Linked DNA regions of Mus musculus: region 2 is linked to region 1. Evidence: chromatin contacts called from public Hi-C data. All regions are on one chromosome and are shown on one strand. The core of a region is the stretch at or near the end of the contact, and the rest is flanking DNA. Distances in the headings are between cores, read along the strand shown. Region 1 holds the start of Idh3b (isocitrate dehydrogenase 3 (NAD+) beta). Region 2 overlaps Ebf4 (early B cell factor 4).

Region 1 (4,767 bases), core at 1,503-4,002:
CTGAGACATGGCCTAGCCTGTTTTATGTATGGTTCTCCTGCAGAATACTTACTGGGAACATGTGAGGCCCTGGGTTCTGTCCCCAGCACCATAAAACAAACAAACAAACAAACAAACAAGCAAGCAAGAGTGTCATGTTGAGGTGGAAAGACCTTTTTGAGTTTGAAAAGACCTAGGTTCCAGGTAAGTCCCAGGATTAAAAAACAAAAGCCTCAATGTTTCCATCTGTAGAATTATAACATATGCTTTCCTTCCACTTAGAGCCATACCACATTAGAGGTTTGTCTGGGATACAGAAGTCCTTAGCTTATAAAGTAGGTTAAACCACAATTTTTATCTTTGTTTTTTACATTTGTTTAGTGTGTCTGTGCATATGCATACACATGCATTTAAAAGTTCAATAGACATCAGCTATTACTTCATTTATTTTTAGAATGCCGTTTCTCCTGCCAGAAAGATGAGTGATTGGATTCCCTACATGATCTTGGCCACTGCATCTCTATTATTGGTTGCCATGGTCTTTCCTCTCCTCATCTCTCTTCACACTCTGATCCCTTTTCCTTCTAGGACAGTTCTTGCCACAGGAACCCTCAGATCTCCACATTTGCTGTAGCTTAGAGTTATTAACATTGAGCGACTCAGTCCAGTCTGTCTGGACCAATGGTTTCCTTTGCATGAGTTACTCAAGCTCCTCCATTGCTTGCTCACAGTATACACTCAGAACCACCGTCCGGTAAGAGTATAGGAGATTCCTAACATCGCCAAAACCCCTCTCATGTCTAATCCAAAACAACACATGCCTCTAGTGGGCACTTCCAAATCTGACTTCTTTTTGAAGGTTATGTGAATATGTCATATAGTACTGGTGGTCGTCTAGGGGAGTGCCAGGTTTGTTCCTTGAAATGGACAGAGAACTGAGTGTTCAAGAAAGACAGAAGACCAAGCCATAGAGAAAGCAAAAGTAGAAGTTTTATCTTTTCGAATTGGGAGAGGCCCTAAAGCTGGGAGTCCACTATATTGATGCTGTTTGTGTATTTTTAAAAATATTTATTTTATGTGTATGCCCTTGAGTGTATGTATGTGCATCATATGCATACAAGGGTCAGAAGAAGTATTGGATCCCCAGGAACTGGAATTACAGATGGTTGTGAGCTGTCATGTGGGTGCCGGGAACAAAATCTGGGTCCTCTGCAAGAGCAGTAAATGCTCGTAACTACGGAGCAGCCTCTACCCACCCCCATGTATCTGCTTGTGTACTTTATAGGGCCCTAGAGTCTTCTCCCTGATGGTCCTGCTCAGATACCTGATGTGCCTTGAGTGAAAATGGCCAGTTTGAACTGGAGAGAGAGAGAGAGAGAGAGAGCCCAGCTGCTTCCTGATCTTGCTGCCGTCCCTTCCCCTCTGTGGTGACTGGGGTCTCCTGGAGCCATGAGCTAAAGTAAATCTGTTCTTTCGAAAGCTGCTTTTGTCTGTGTTTTGTCCCAACAATGATAAAAGTAATTGATACAAGTCCATTAGGCAGGCATGGGGTACACGCCTTTAATCCTAGCACTTAGAAAGCAAAGAGGCAGGTGGATCTCTCTGAGTTCCAGGTCAGCCTGGTCTACATAGGAAGTTATAGGTCAACCAGGGATATAAAGAGAGATCCTGTCTCAACAAAACATACATGCCTGTTCTGATACACTTTCCGTGTAGCACTCAATAAATTATATGAGATACTCAACATTCTATTATAAAATAGACACTGGGTTTAGCAATCTAATGGAGTTTTGAGAGGAGATGATATAGAGGACCCGCCCCCCATCCAGGATCCCTGGGGACATAACTAAGCAGCTAAATCAATGTCAGTAACTCTTTATTTCCAGAAGTAGTGGGAGAGAAACTATCAGCTATCATGATGAATGAGTTTTCTGTTTACTGCATGAGAACAAATTCATGAGTGAAACACACACAGATCTATAATCAAACTATTGAAAACACACCATTTCACCTGTAATACATACATGGCTAGAGGTGCCCTGCAGGATAGTTATAATCTTCATCATATGTACAAAGGAGAATGTACAGGGATATACACAGCAATGTTGCTGAGAAGAGCCCAAATCAGATTTCATACTAGGTATCTGCCTATTTAAGAAAGGATTAAGCAATTTAGTAAATTTAAATTATAGCATACTATACAGTGGAGCAAAAGAATTAGCTTTTATTTTTCAGCTTCTTTTTTTTTTTTTCCAGGATGTGGTGGTGCACACCTTTAATTCCAGCACTTGGGAGGTGGAGGCAGGCGGGTCTATGAGTTTGAGGCCAGCCTGGTCTACAGAGCTACCTCATCAACTCCAAGTTAGTTTTCTTATCATAACCAGTTTTCTTTGTAATCTGAATTATTTTACCTATTTAAAAGAATTCTAAGTGACTAACAGTGAGTACTAGTTAAGAGAATAACGCATAACAGAACATTCAAACATTCACAAATTCCCAAGACTTCTCAACTTATTGTTAAACTCACATCCTTGTTCAATACTTGGCCATATATATTTGGATGTTGTTTTGAATTTTCAAGAGAAATTAAATCTGACGAGTGAAAACAAAGCAAACAGACAAACTGGTTGTGTGTCCTGTGACCCTACATTACCAAACAGAAGGAGAGAACTCAAGTGAATCCGTACACACCGCCGATTGGTACGGGAGAAAGAACCGCCAAGCTCGCCAGGGCTGACAGGAAGTCCAGCTCCCACGACCGCGCTCGCTTCCGGCGTCACTTCCCCCGCGACTTCCTCGGCCGAACATGGCAGCGCTGAGCAATGTCCGCTGGCTGACCCGAGTGAGGCCCGGGACGACCTGAGCGGAGGGTGGGCGGGAGAACAGAGGGTTTGTCCGCGGTTTCCAAAAGAAGGCAAGGTCATCGCGGTGTAAGGGGCCGCGGTGTCCCCGATCTGACCTTGTGTCTGTCGCAGGCGGTGCTCGCCGCTCGGAACTCCGGGGCATGGAGAGGTCTCGGAACATCTACGGCTCACGCCGCTTCCCAGAGCCAGGTACGCTTGAGTCCAGCTTCGTTCTCGCCCATCCTTGTCGCCTCCTTGCCGCTCCCCTGGGTTTCCCCTCCCCACCTCTTTCCCTCTGACTCCCACTTCTGCCCCTGCTCCATCTCTGCTGGCCCCACTCACAGGCACAAGATGTGAGGGTGGAGGGTGCCTTTCCTGTGACCATGCTGCCTGGAGACGGCGTGGGGCCAGAGCTCATGCATGCTGTCAAGGAAGTGTTCAAGGTGAATAGCCCGGGGCGGGGGATGGGTGGCGGATCAGGCTACAGGGATGGATGGGTTGTTGGAAAGTTCAGACCTGACCCAGCCCTGTGCTTGGACTTATCCCTGAAGGCTGCTGCTGTCCCTGTGGAATTTAAGGAGCATCATCTGAGCGAGGTGCAGAATATGGCTTCTGAGGAGAAGCTGGAGCAGGTGCTGAGTTCCATGAAGGAGAACAAAGTTGCCATCATTGGTTTGTATGGCACTCTGTCATTTAAGAGCAGTGTTCATAAAGCCCCTCTCTCTGCAGTGTGTATATATCAGTTTTCCAGACTGGCCTCTACTGACATTTAGGAATTTGTTTCTTCTCAGTGGCAAACCAGGAGTTAGTGATGTCAGGAAGGGGTTGGGACCTGCTGAGGCTGTGTCACCGGGGTCAGACCCTGTTAGTTGTGTCTGCGTGCCCATTCTTTTTTGGTTTGTTCATTTATTGTTTGTTGTTGTTGTTGTTGTTGTTGTTAGTTTTTCCAGGTAGGGTTTCTCTGTGTAGCCCCGGCTGTTCTGGAACTCTCTGTAGACCAGGCTGGACTCGAACTCACAGAGATCTGCCTGCCTCTGCCTCTCTGCTCTCTGCCTCTGCCTCCCAAGGGCTGAGATTAAAGGCACGGCCACCCTAACCCAGTGTGCGCTGATCATTCTAACCACTCCATTTCTTCTCTTGTGCTGTTTTATTCCCCATATTGGATTTTTAAAAATTTATTTATTTATTTATTTATTTAGCTTGTAGGTTTCCTCCTATAGACCCACTTTCTTGGACAGCCTCACTTGCAGGGCCAGCTTTTGCAGAGGAAAGTCAGTTCTTTATAATCTGGCCCCTGATGTTCCTGTTTTCCTTTCTACAATTTGTTCTGTGCGTTGCTCACAATCCGCTGTCCTAATTGTCCTGTATATGTCACTGTGTCACCTATCAGGATCTCCACTCACTTGTGGCATTAGTTTCCTATGACTGCCATTGGATGCTACTGAAAATAACATATATAATTCAGTTCCTGAAGCTACAGTCCCTCTAAGTTCCTTGGGGCAAGTTTGATCCTCACCAGCAAAATACCCAATTTCCTTTTCTTGTTTTTTCTTTGTGCACAACTACTATCAAATGGCAATCAACCAACAACCCCTCTCTGCTTCTCAGGACCCTAACATTTCTATACCCTCTTGAAAAGCTCCCACAATTCTAAATGTTACATAATCACAAAAACTACCTGATCCCAGGCAAAACCACACCCGGCATGAGGCAAATCTTAGTCAACTGCTGTGAAGAGTCTGAAGCAGACCTGTATCCCACACCTGGGAATAAAACAAAAACATAGTCTCATAACATTTCAGTGGATTTTTTTATAAAGAAACCAAAATTCTCACTATAAAATCCTCATTTATAGTTTCTCCCTGCCGCCTCCCCCCCCCCCCCCCCAAATAAAGTCATGTTTATGGTTTCTTGGTGTAAGCTCATGGGCCTATCATTTGGGGCC
Region 2 (4,767 bases), core at 1,567-4,066, 81 kb before region 1:
TCGTGCCTGGCTTGGAGGAGACTTCTGGTTAACAGAGAAGATACTCTTGGGAGTTGATGGAGCACTGATGTATTGAGTCTGAGGCTGTCTTTGGCTGCAAAGAAGCCTTGTCTGAAAAACCAACAAAGAAAGGAAGGAAGGGACAGAGGGAGGGGAGAAAGGAAGACCCCTATATAGGCAAGTTTACTACTGCCTTAGAGAGCCAGTCTCCAGACTTTATTGGCATTTCTTACGTAATTGACTTTTCCAATGCATTCTTGTGTGTGTGTGTGTGTGTGTGTGTGTGTGTGTGTGTGTGTGTGTGTGTGTGTGTGTGAGTGATGCATTCATGTGGGCACATGAATGTGTAATTGCACACGCATGCACGCACGCATGCACACTGGTGTTAACAACCATCCTATTCTTATTCACTGAGGCTGAGGCAGATCTTTTTTTAATGACACCTAGAACTCACTGATCCGGTCTAGCTACCCTCACTAGCCAGTTTGCTTTCAGGATTCCCAACGCCACCTTCCTGAGATTACAGGCTGGCTGCCAGGCTCACCCAGCATCTGTGTGTGTTGGTTAAGAGTTTTAAACTCTGACCCAACCCCCCAAGTCCTCTTGTATTAAGTCACTTTGTCACCCTGCTGGCTCATTCGTGTTAGGGTTTTGACATGTATCTGCATGGCTTATCTTCTAATACTTTGCACGTGGGTTTCTACACCCCAGCTTCTCTCTCCACAGACCTTCTTGAAGCCTCCTGCAGTAGAAAAAGAACTATCCTTCAAATCCTGCTTTGACAACAGGTCATCCTGTGGATGGCTTACCAGCCAGTCTCCTTGCCCTCTTACCCTGTATAAAAGTTGGTAACTTGAAATGGTTAATCAACCATCTCAGATCTGTCTGGATTGTCCAGAGCAGTGGGCTCTAGAGGGTAAAATACCATTCTGTCTACAGAGCAAGGCAGGGCACAGCAAAACTGTGGGTCCAGGACCACAGTGGGTTGCTGGACCTCTCTGCACTATGGCCTTTCCCCAGTGCCAGGTGGATCTTCTGGCTGCTGTGTATAACCACCATCCTTGATTGTCTTCCCAGGCCCCTGGGAGTGCTTCACACTCCTTCTAGTGTACCCAAAGCCTGTCATCAAGAGAATCTTAGGGCTCAGAGGCCTTTCGGGGCACTGTTATTTTCTTCCAACTGTCATCATTGCGCTGCAGGATGACCATGGCCTCGGACAGCAGTCTTGCCTCCGTGACTTTATCTTGGCCTCAGCAAACTACATCAGATTTAGGAAACCACAAGGTTGTCTCTTCCTAAACCTCAAAGATATCCCCAGGAACTAATGTCTAGATGCTCTTTTTTAAAATAAATTTTATGTCAGGCATGGTGCTGTGAGCTTTGAATCCCAGCACTTTGGAGGCAGAGGCAGGTGGATCTCTGTGAGTTCCAGAACAGACAGGGTTATGTAGAGAAACCTTGTCTCAAACAAAATAAAACAAAACAACAACAACAAAACATTGTGCTCTAATAAATTTGTTTCCTAGAAGACTCACAGTATATCTCAGTTTATCAAAAACTGAATAAAAATCACCATTTCCCTGTTGAAGACTGATTTTTCCCTAAAGAATGCCCACTACTATCTGGAAGACTATCCTGTCGGGTACGTTCTACCCCAGCCTCTGTCAGTTCAGCTGTCCATCAAACTGCAGTGAACCCTTTTAAGGCTTCTGTATTTAAAGGGGGCCTTCAGACATAACACTTACCTAAAAATGTAACCTCTAGTCACTAAGCACCAGCTGCGGGGTAAATGCCAAACTAGGTGCAGGGCTAAGAGCTAAGTTCTGGTTTGGGTCCAGGGAGATCCTTCCAGACATCCTATCCTGTAGCTTCATAACGACAAGTCTTTGGGAGATGATGACGTCGTCTAGCCCTGCTCCCAGCTATTCCTCCTGACTGGGACTTGTTTTACCCATACCGTTACTCCTAGCTTCTTCCCCACAGCCATCTACCATGTTTCCAGGGCCTATTAGGTTGTGGAAAGTTCTGTCGGCTACAAGTGTCTGCTGCCTGTGTGAGAGGAGCTACCCAGACACAGGTACGTGTTCTTAGTTCCTGCACACCGGGAAAGGCTAAGCCACATCTAAGGTCAGTGACTTCTTGTTCATTAGATGACCCAGTCTCAATGCAGTATATCCCTCTGGTGGACACAGGAGAAAGGTTCTTTCAGCTCTTGGGGTTGGGTCTTTGCTCTGGGCTCGATTGAGCAGGGCTGAACTACCGAGACCTAAGTGGGGATTTCAATCTTAGCCAAGTGGTTGGTTGAGCGGGTCTAGATAGAGGCCAGGACACTTCAAGCTTTAAAGTTCGAGGAAGTGGAGTCCAGCTGAGCCTTCTTAGACACCCACAGAGCCTCTCACTGGGCACCCTCCAAAAGCAACTGGTCAACAGCACGGGGCTTTGGTGACGTCTAGATGGAGTAGACCCTTCCCTCAGGTTACTGTGAGGCAGCCTCGATCGCTCACCTGGAAGCCCCTCTCTGTGGGCTCTGGGGCAGGCCTGCGATGGGGAACTGGGTGGGCGCAGCACAGGGGCGAAGGCGCTCCTCTGCTTGACAGCGCAGATCATGTTGACAGGCGAGAAGGAGAAGACGCTGGTGGTGGGGGCGGCGGCCGGAAGGGACATGGAGGAGGCAGCCGCCAGCGGGGGGCTAGAGGGCATGACTCCGGGGCGGGGCGAGGAAGGGGCAGGTGCGGCAAGGAAGGCAGTGGGAGACACAACAGGGAGACGGCACCAGAGTGAGCAGCAGGGTTGCGGTGTCACGTGGGCAGTGAGTCCCTGCAGACCAGGCTGCTGGCTCAGGCCTCCCTGGGATGTGGTCTTCCTAAGGAGACCACAAGGGAATGTCTAGAGGTAAACTGGGAGCCTCTGGGCCCCGGACCAGTCCTTGCCTTTTTTTCCCCCAGAGTTTTGGGCATCACATTCAGGGATGGAAATGACAGGATCAGTCCCAGTGAAAACAAACAGTGGGAAATGCTCCCAACAGCAGGAGATAAGAAAGAGAGGGAAAGACGGGAATTCCTGTGGAAAACCGCTGGAATTCTGAAATGCTTATGAGTGTGTATTGCCAAGGCTAACTTCAAAGTTCAAGACCAAAGTTGGAGTAAGTAGATAGGGATGAAGTCTTGGTATATGTGCAGCCTCTGAGGTAATGACGGCCACACAAACACCCAAACTTCCTCTCCAAATGAACGTTCCTACCTAGCAGATCCTATACTTTGTTCTCCCCACCCTGGGTACTGTTTCTTTCCACTTTAACTCAAGGCCCTGTCATCTCCAGTTGGACCCCGGAAGCCTCCTGTATCTGCTCGGGCTCCTGTCTAGGGTCTCTCAGTTCCAACTTTCTACAACCTCGACCATCAGTCAATGGACCACAGATACAGATTTTGTGGAAGAAAACTGTGGCCTGAGAAGGCTTCTGACACCAGAGCCAACCATTCTAAGACTTTTGATACAAAAATGACTGCAATTGCTACCCTATTCTAATGTCCTTAGCCATGGTCACCATCTCCTTGAAGAAAATACTCAATACTAGCATTTTCCTGGACATAATCTATTTATCCCTAGACATAATGAAGTGCTTTACACCAATGAATGGATGTGTGTGTGTGTATGTACTGGATATATATATATATATATATACACACATATATATACATATATATATATTATATATATACATATATATTATATATATACACACACTGGATATATATATATTATATATATCCATTATATATACACATTATATATTGGAGATATATATATACACACACACATATATACACACACACTGGAGATATACATATACATATATATACATATACATATATACACACACACACACACACACACACACACATATATACTCTTAAGGCCCAGAGAGCTAATAGCCACATAGCCACATTTTGCAGAATAGGACAATTCTCAATTCTGATGACATTTTAGGGATACCTTGGAAAACTCAATGAGAATGACACACTGGTATGGTATCACAAAGCACCCTGCACTTGGGGAATGGGAACAGGCCTGTGTAGAGTACAGAATATCCCTGATGATGGTGAAGCAGGGCGTAAGTGCCTCTGGAAGTTCAGATCTTGTTGCATGGTGTGGCCCAAGATAGACTGCACTGGGACAGCTGTCACTGCTGCCCAGTACTGTTGTGTCTCCAGGAAAAGGCGAGCCATGCAAACACAAGGGAATCCTAGAAAAACGCTGTGAGGTCGATTGTCTCAGAACTGAAGGAATGTGGAACAATGGGACCTGATCCTGGGCTAAGCCCAGGAGAGATTTGCTTTGGTAGGGACACAAGAAGGCTATAGCCCGTGTGGACTCTGGCTTAGAGGAACCGTGGATTTCACAAGTAAATTCAAGGTCAAAGTAAGTGCCAGGCTGGGTTCATAGCCTGTAAGAACAGCACCCTCATAAGGAAAATTAGGCAGGGGACTAGTCATGTTAGGTCAGGTACTGAAAAAGAGGGGAGGCAGAGGGGAGGGACCTGCAGGTAAAACCAAAGCTCCTCCAAGGGCAGATGCCACTACTTCCCAGGTTCAGTAGCCCCAGGCCTCGAGGCACAACTCTCTTGCGACTCTAGAGAGGTTTTTGCTGGAGAAAAGGCCTGAACAGGGTCTGCCAAGCCGAGTGCTTTATCACCATACGTGTATATAAGTATCTGCTGAGCAACCATTGGTATTGCAAGGGACTGACAGGCAGTGCAAAACAGTAAGG

Evidence for each region. Hi-C and Micro-C count contacts between places; a contact is called where the count stands out from the background.
Region 2: a Hi-C map of extraembryonic ectoderm shows a contact between it and region 1, with 2.8 times the contacts expected there. The contact joins the enhancer-like site here to the promoter of Idh3b in region 1. A contact is called at or near these places in 15 of 39 promoter capture datasets (the C10 cell line, the HPC-7 cell line, HPC-7-derived erythroid cells and 8 more), 6 of 15 datasets of contacts at CTCF or cohesin (the G1E-ER4 cell line, embryonic stem cells, hippocampal excitatory neurons and 2 more), 140 of 484 Hi-C or Micro-C datasets (the 63-12 cell line, 8-cell embryo, the AML12 cell line and 81 more), 27 of 115 datasets of contacts at active chromatin or transcription factors (T-cell acute lymphoblastic leukemia, VIP interneurons, acute myeloid leukemia and 16 more) and 4 of 9 other capture datasets (adipose tissue, embryonic tail, macrophages and 1 more).

What each region holds. Positions count from the first base shown.
Region 1 is chr2:130,282,436-130,287,202 of GRCm38.p6, reverse strand. Idh3b (isocitrate dehydrogenase 3 (NAD+) beta) reads left to right here and starts at 2,752. Exons shown (of 12, transcript NM_130884.4): 1 at 2,752-2,821; 2 at 2,955-3,032; 3 at 3,167-3,265; 4 at 3,374-3,494. The coding sequence starts at 2,786.
Region 2 is chr2:130,363,395-130,368,161 of GRCm38.p6, reverse strand. Ebf4 (early B cell factor 4) reads right to left here. Exons shown (of 17, transcript NM_001110513.1): 15 at 2,505-2,702. Among named protein-coding and RNA genes, the nearest start is that of Gm39936, 21 kb to the right of the region's middle. Within about 2 kb of position 2,816, at least 28 of the 459 cell types and tissues checked have an H3K27ac peak or open chromatin away from gene starts, as enhancers often do. A contact at or near this core is called in Sertoli cells, differentiating embryonic stem cells, epiblasts and 2 more, where this site is marked.